2 separate regions of the Mus musculus genome follow, and region 1 is linked to region 2. A link is a contact called in public HiChIP or PLAC-seq data. All regions are on one chromosome and are shown on one strand. Each heading gives the region's core, a stretch centred on a gene start, on an enhancer-like site or on the middle of the called end of the contact. The rest is flanking DNA. Distances are from core to core; before and after follow the strand shown. Region 1 has its middle 97 kb from the start of Npy. Region 2 holds the start of Npy (neuropeptide Y).

Evidence for each region. HiChIP or PLAC-seq counts read pairs in DNA pulled down with a chosen protein or histone mark.
Region 1: an H3K27ac HiChIP or PLAC-seq map of SST interneurons shows a contact between it and region 2, with 2.1 times the contacts expected there. The contact joins the enhancer-like site here to the promoter of Npy in region 2. A contact is called at or near these places in 5 of 39 promoter capture datasets (cranial neural crest, embryonic stem cells, hippocampal neurons and 2 more), 10 of 484 Hi-C or Micro-C datasets (the N1E-115 cell line, bone marrow-derived macrophages, embryonic fibroblasts and 6 more), 9 of 115 datasets of contacts at active chromatin or transcription factors (SST interneurons, a beta-TC-6 cell line, bone marrow-derived dendritic cells and 4 more) and 1 of 9 other capture datasets (embryonic stem cells).

Annotation. Positions count from the first base shown.
Region 1 is chr6:49,918,280-49,920,979 of GRCm38.p6, reverse strand. No RefSeq gene overlaps it. Among named protein-coding and RNA genes, the nearest start is that of Npy, 97 kb to the right of the region's middle. Within about 2 kb of position 1,324, at least 6 of the 459 cell types and tissues checked have an H3K27ac peak or open chromatin away from gene starts, as enhancers often do. A contact at or near this core is called in the N1E-115 cell line and SST interneurons, where this site is marked.
Region 2 is chr6:49,821,421-49,824,120 of GRCm38.p6, reverse strand. It overlaps Npy (neuropeptide Y), which reads right to left and starts at 1,411. Exons shown (of 4, transcript NM_023456.3): 1 at 1,320-1,411; 2 at 336-523. The coding sequence starts at 523.

The DNA.
Region 1 (2,700 bases), core at 75-2,574, 97 kb before region 2:
GGGGTCCTCAAAGAGGCGGGCCAATGAGACAGATAAACAAGTAGGTAAAAGATAGTAAAGAGATGATTATATAGGTGTGTGTGTGTGTGTGTGTGTGTGTGTGTGTGTGTGTGTGTTATGAGAGTGCTGGATGGATGGATGAATGGACAGATGAGAGGGCATGTATTATGGAAATTGACTCACAAATTATGGATACCATCTTCAGGCTGGAACCCTGGGAGGCTGCTAGCCTGTTTTCAATCTATATCTTGGACCTCAGAACCAGAGATGCTGATGGAATAGCTCTTAGTTTAAGGCTAATGACCTGAGAACCTGGGAAGTCAGTAATGTAAGCTCCCAAACTCTGCCATCCAGGCATAGAGAGGAAGAATAAATCCCAGTGCAGGAGATGAGTAAGACTGACTGTTTCTGTTTCATTCTCCTCGGACCTGGACTGATGGGATGGTGACTGGTCCACCAGTTTCATGGACTCCTGCTCTGGTAAACCCTCAGAGTTGCTCATCAAAAGAATGCTGTTCCAAGTACTCCTTAATACAAGCAGGTTTTCACCTAACACTGCTCAGCACAGAGGCCCCTGGCAGGACACTAAAGGTATATCATTATTTATTTAATTTATCTCTCGTTGGCACCTACAGTGTTTCTAGGATTTTGCCCTAGATAAATTCCTGCAAGCATATTTTCTTGGGAAATGGGTGTGACTATTATTGATTTTGACAACTGTTACAAATTTGATCTTTCTAGTCAGTGTAACAATGTTTACTCTCCTCTTTTACTCTCCACCAGTAGGGACAGGCTTCCATGAATGAGTGGTCCCACCATGGCCTTCTGTTTAGAAATAGGGACAGGTCATTTGGTGAACTGAAGGGACCCTAGTGGGACTGTCAAATCTTTCTTTGTTACAGCTCTCACCTCTAAACAAGCCTTCCTGCACTGTGTGCAGCAAGAACCTAGCTAGGCCTTCAAGGTTGAGGACTTTAAGAAAGCCAGTTTGGCCCGGCCCTCTATAGCCCCAGTGGACCAGCTTGTGCACCCAGGACCTTGCCAGGACTGTGGAGCTACTGTAGGTTTGTGCTCATATCTCAAATGATGCTGTGGTTAGATGAGATTTCTAAACACTCTGCCTCCCTCCCTCCCTCCCTCCCTTCCTTCCTTCCTTCCTTCCTTCCTTCCTTCCTTCCTTCCTTCCTTCCTTCCTTCCTTCCTTCCTTCCTTCCTTCCTTTTTTCTTTTTGTAAGGGTTTGCCCAGGAAACATGCCCTTCTCTGGGTGTTCCACTAGAGGGTGCTTCAGCTATGCATATTTACATATGGGTAAGTAAACGAGGCCTATGTTGTTCGAGTGGGCTGCACACGCATGCCAAACAGCTGCCTTTTCTGTGAACCTTTGGTGCTGTAGAACTACAGCCGATTTTTCATTCCTCCCAGTGCTACCTTGCCTCCCAGGTGGCTTTTCCAATATCCTCCCTCTCTCATGACCCAAGGGCGTGGGGACTAAAGATCTACCAGGATGGAAACCAGTAGTAATGATGGGGAGGGGGCTTATGAATTGGATTTGTGCCTTGTTCCCTTTCCCTAGAAGATGCTTTGGGGGAGGACTTGGGCTTCTCCAAGGATTGCTCTGACACACAGGACAGCGATGGCTAAATCTTAGTGAAAAGGGGAGGGGTTCAACGTTCTGGAGTTCCTGTGTGCAGTCAGGTGGAACTGTAAGTGACTGGTGCTACTAGAAGTGACCAAGGCTCCCTGGGCTGTGGGAAGTGGGGTAAAGGAATGAGAGCTGTTAAGTCAACCACTCTGAAATCAGGAATCATGGGAGAGAGGCAAAAAGATTCAGATTTTTAAAGGAGATTTCTTTTTGAGCAAAAGAGTTGTAGAAATCAGTTAAAACAATTGCTTTTGTCCAGACGCTTCAAGTAGAATAAATAACAAAACTGGAGTCTGGACTTTGAAAATAAGAGCCTGCATGCTGTGAGATGATGACGGGAGCCATCTTAAAATATTTGGAACTAAGGGGAAAACATAACTGAATGGGATAACGAGCGACATCCTTACAACATCTTGCTGTGTGTTAGAACCATTGGGAAGACCTTACAAAGCCTTTGTTGTCTGGGGATAGGAATGCTGCATACATTTTTATTTTTACGTTTCTCAGGTGCTTCTATTGCACATCCAAGTCCACAAGCCATGGCCTAGATCGATAGTTCTCAAACCTAAACAAAGACCAGAATCTGCTGAAGGGCTCTTGGGCATAGAGTGGGGCCACACTCCAGACTTTATGCTTCAAAGGGTCTGGGCTGAGGGCCCAAGTGAGGGCTGGAAATGTGGTTAGTCTTAATTGAGATGCATGGTAAATGCTTTGAAATACGTAACAGACTCAGAAACGGTGTAAAACAATTTCGTAAAGTTATCTCAGTATTTTATATTGATTGTATGATAAAATTAGAGTATGTTGAATCTAGTGGGGGACATTTCATCTGATTATTTTCACCTTCTAAAATGTAAGTACAGAGGTGGCACATTTTACATGGGATTACACTGGATTTCTGTTGACCGTCCCTGGTTTGTGGACTGACTATGTGCTGGAGACGGGACCTATGGTATGCATGCTCTCCACTGCGAGTCTGCACTCCCAGCTCTTGTGCCGGTACAGAAAAGGTTTCACAAAAGACAGTACATAAGCCACCTGCATGAGAAATCCCAGG
Region 2 (2,700 bases), core at 162-2,661:
ACTTCTGCACCCCTGCCCAATGCAGGCCTTTCCCCCGAGATATGTGCTGGGTAAATCTCCAACTGATGTAAGCAAAAAAGGCAGGAAAGGTAAGTGGCAGACAGAGGACAGCCTAGAGGCACTGAACCTTGGGCTTGGGTCTTGGAGAGAAAGTCTAGTGACAAAGACAATGTATCCAGTTTGTGGAGTGTGTACCCAGCTCACATATTTATCTAGAGCTGAATTTATGTCTGATCCTGCCCTATGAACAAGGAGAAAGAAATGATCCCTGATGTCCAAGATCTCCAGAACCGCAAGTTTTCCCGGCTCTAGGTACCAGCCGCGTATGCACCCACCTCTGTCTGGTGATGAGATTGATGTAGTGTCGCAGAGCGGAGTAGTATCTGGCCATGTCCTCTGCTGGCGCGTCCTCGCCCGGATTGTCCGGCTTGGAGGGGTACCCCTCAGCCAGAATGCCCAAACACACGAGCAGAGATAGAGCGAGGGTCAGTCCACACAGCCCCATTCGCTTGTTACCTAGCATCTGTGGATACAGAAGGCTCAGACTTGGAGATGCTGAGATTGCTCGTCTTTGTCCCAATTCCAGCTATCACTCTAGACCCTCATCTAATCCCATCCCAGACCCTAGAATAAAAGCCCAGACTGGGCAGGCGCCACTTCCAAATCTTTAGAAGACCACTTGCCCCGACCTGGATCTTCTGCCCCGTCCACATATTTCAGAAAACTTCCTCCGATTCTCCTGGTGAGAGGCAGAGGTCCCCTTTTCAGAACAGAATTGGAAGTTCTGCCCTCTATCTTAAAGAATGACCACTTTTCTCCTCTCGTTCCTAAATCACCCTTGGAGGAGAAAACTTTTCTTCTGGGTTGCTTTTGATTTGTGTGGCTACAAGCGCTGTGACAGTCGGATACCCAGAGGCTCAGTTCGGATTTTGGAGGCAACAGAGCTCACCGTGCTAGAGACAATACTTGGGGGAATCTCCCACTAGGAGCACACATGCAATCTGGGTTCCTGGTTGTAACCAACCAACCAACCAAACAAACAAACAACCAAACAAAACCCCACCGCTGCCCTGGGATAGGTGTTCCCAGGTTCTTCTCCCTACCCTCAAAAGATAAGAGGCACGGAGGCGGGGCGCCCAGATTGGAGGGTCCCGGGGAAGGGCAGGTGGACAGTAGAACCTGAGTCCAGCAAGTGAAATTTAGGCGCCCCAAAGAGCTGGGTGTCAAGCTGGCAGAGCAAGCTCAGGGGACCGGCTGCGGGGCAAGTTCACTGGCGTCTGGGAGCCCGCGCCCCTGTCCCAGTTGATCCTGGCACTCACCGTGGCGGGCGGGCAGTCGTCGCTGAGCGGCGGGTGCTCTGCTCTGGGTGCCTCTGTGAGAGAAGAGATCCACCGGTGGGATGCGGAGAGCGGGTCGCCCACAGGCTTTTATGGAGCGCCCTTGTCGCGGCAGGAGGGGCCTCGGGGGCAGTCACGCCCGGGTGACTCCCACAGCCACTTCCCGCCCCCAGCGGCGGGGGAGGAGGCTGGAGCCACTGCCGCTCGAGTGGCGGCGTCTGGAGCCACCCACACCCCAATTCTAAGCGGCCCGCTCTGCGGGGAGAAGGGAACAGTCAAGAGTGAGCACCCTCGGAGCCCTCTCTCTATCCCCGACCGTCGAGTCCCGCTAGGGAGATGAAGCGGGACCGCTTAGGTTGCCTGTCGCGGGAATTGTCAGCTCTCTGCGTGCGGGTCTGTAGGGACCTGAATATTCTACTTGGGGAGCATATCTGGGGCCCGCGGGATAACTGCGCGCTCTGGGAGGGAGGCAGGCGAGCGAGGTTTTTCCCGCTCCCGGTGCAGGTGTGCGGGACCGCAAGGTCCCAGTGGCTTCCATAGACCCATTGGATCTACTGGTCTCCCCAAAAGGTGGGCCCTCCCCCAAGCACTCTCCCCAACGCTGCTAGCCGGGTTCGGCCTCAGCCAGAAACTCCCCGAGGCTGCCACTGGGAGCCCGCGGTCCATGAGCTTCTGTATCTAGAGTGGAAAGTGGCGGCGATTCGCACCCCTGTCTGTAAACCCTGTGAAGTCCCGAGTGAGCTTGGTTAGCGTCTGAATGAGCACTTGCTTTCAGATTGAAATGGAGCAGATTAAAAAACCAACACCAGTGTGCTTGTCGCGTTAAACTTGTTGAATAAATATGAACGATATTGAAGTTATGTTTACCAGATAGGGATTTTTACAAGGTACGCTTGAGTAAGTGCCCCTGGAAGTTTGAATCTAAGTGAAATGGTCCATTGCTAAAGTGGAATTTACGCGTTATTTTAAAGCTAAACTAAATGATTTCGTTTGAGTGTCACTTTGCGGGTTGTTTAAATAGTGCTAAATTGACTACTAATAAGAGGGAGAGAGGGAGGGAGGGAGAGAGGGAGGGAGGGAGGGAGGAAGAGAGAGAGAGAGAGTGAGAGAGAGAGAGAGAGAGAGAGAGAGAGAGAGAGAGAGAGAGAGAGACTATGTGATCGAATGATAAACCAGAACAACAATATCCCTCGCAGCTGGAAGACTTCACTTTCCCTACGTCAGAAACCTGCACCAGGGCCACAAACACTGAGCTGTCAGGGCTGCTTTTGTGCCCACATGAGGACATTTGATAAAAGGCAAAGCATCTAACAAGTCCTCTCTGATAAGGAGGAAGGCACACACTACTGTTCAATAATGTAAT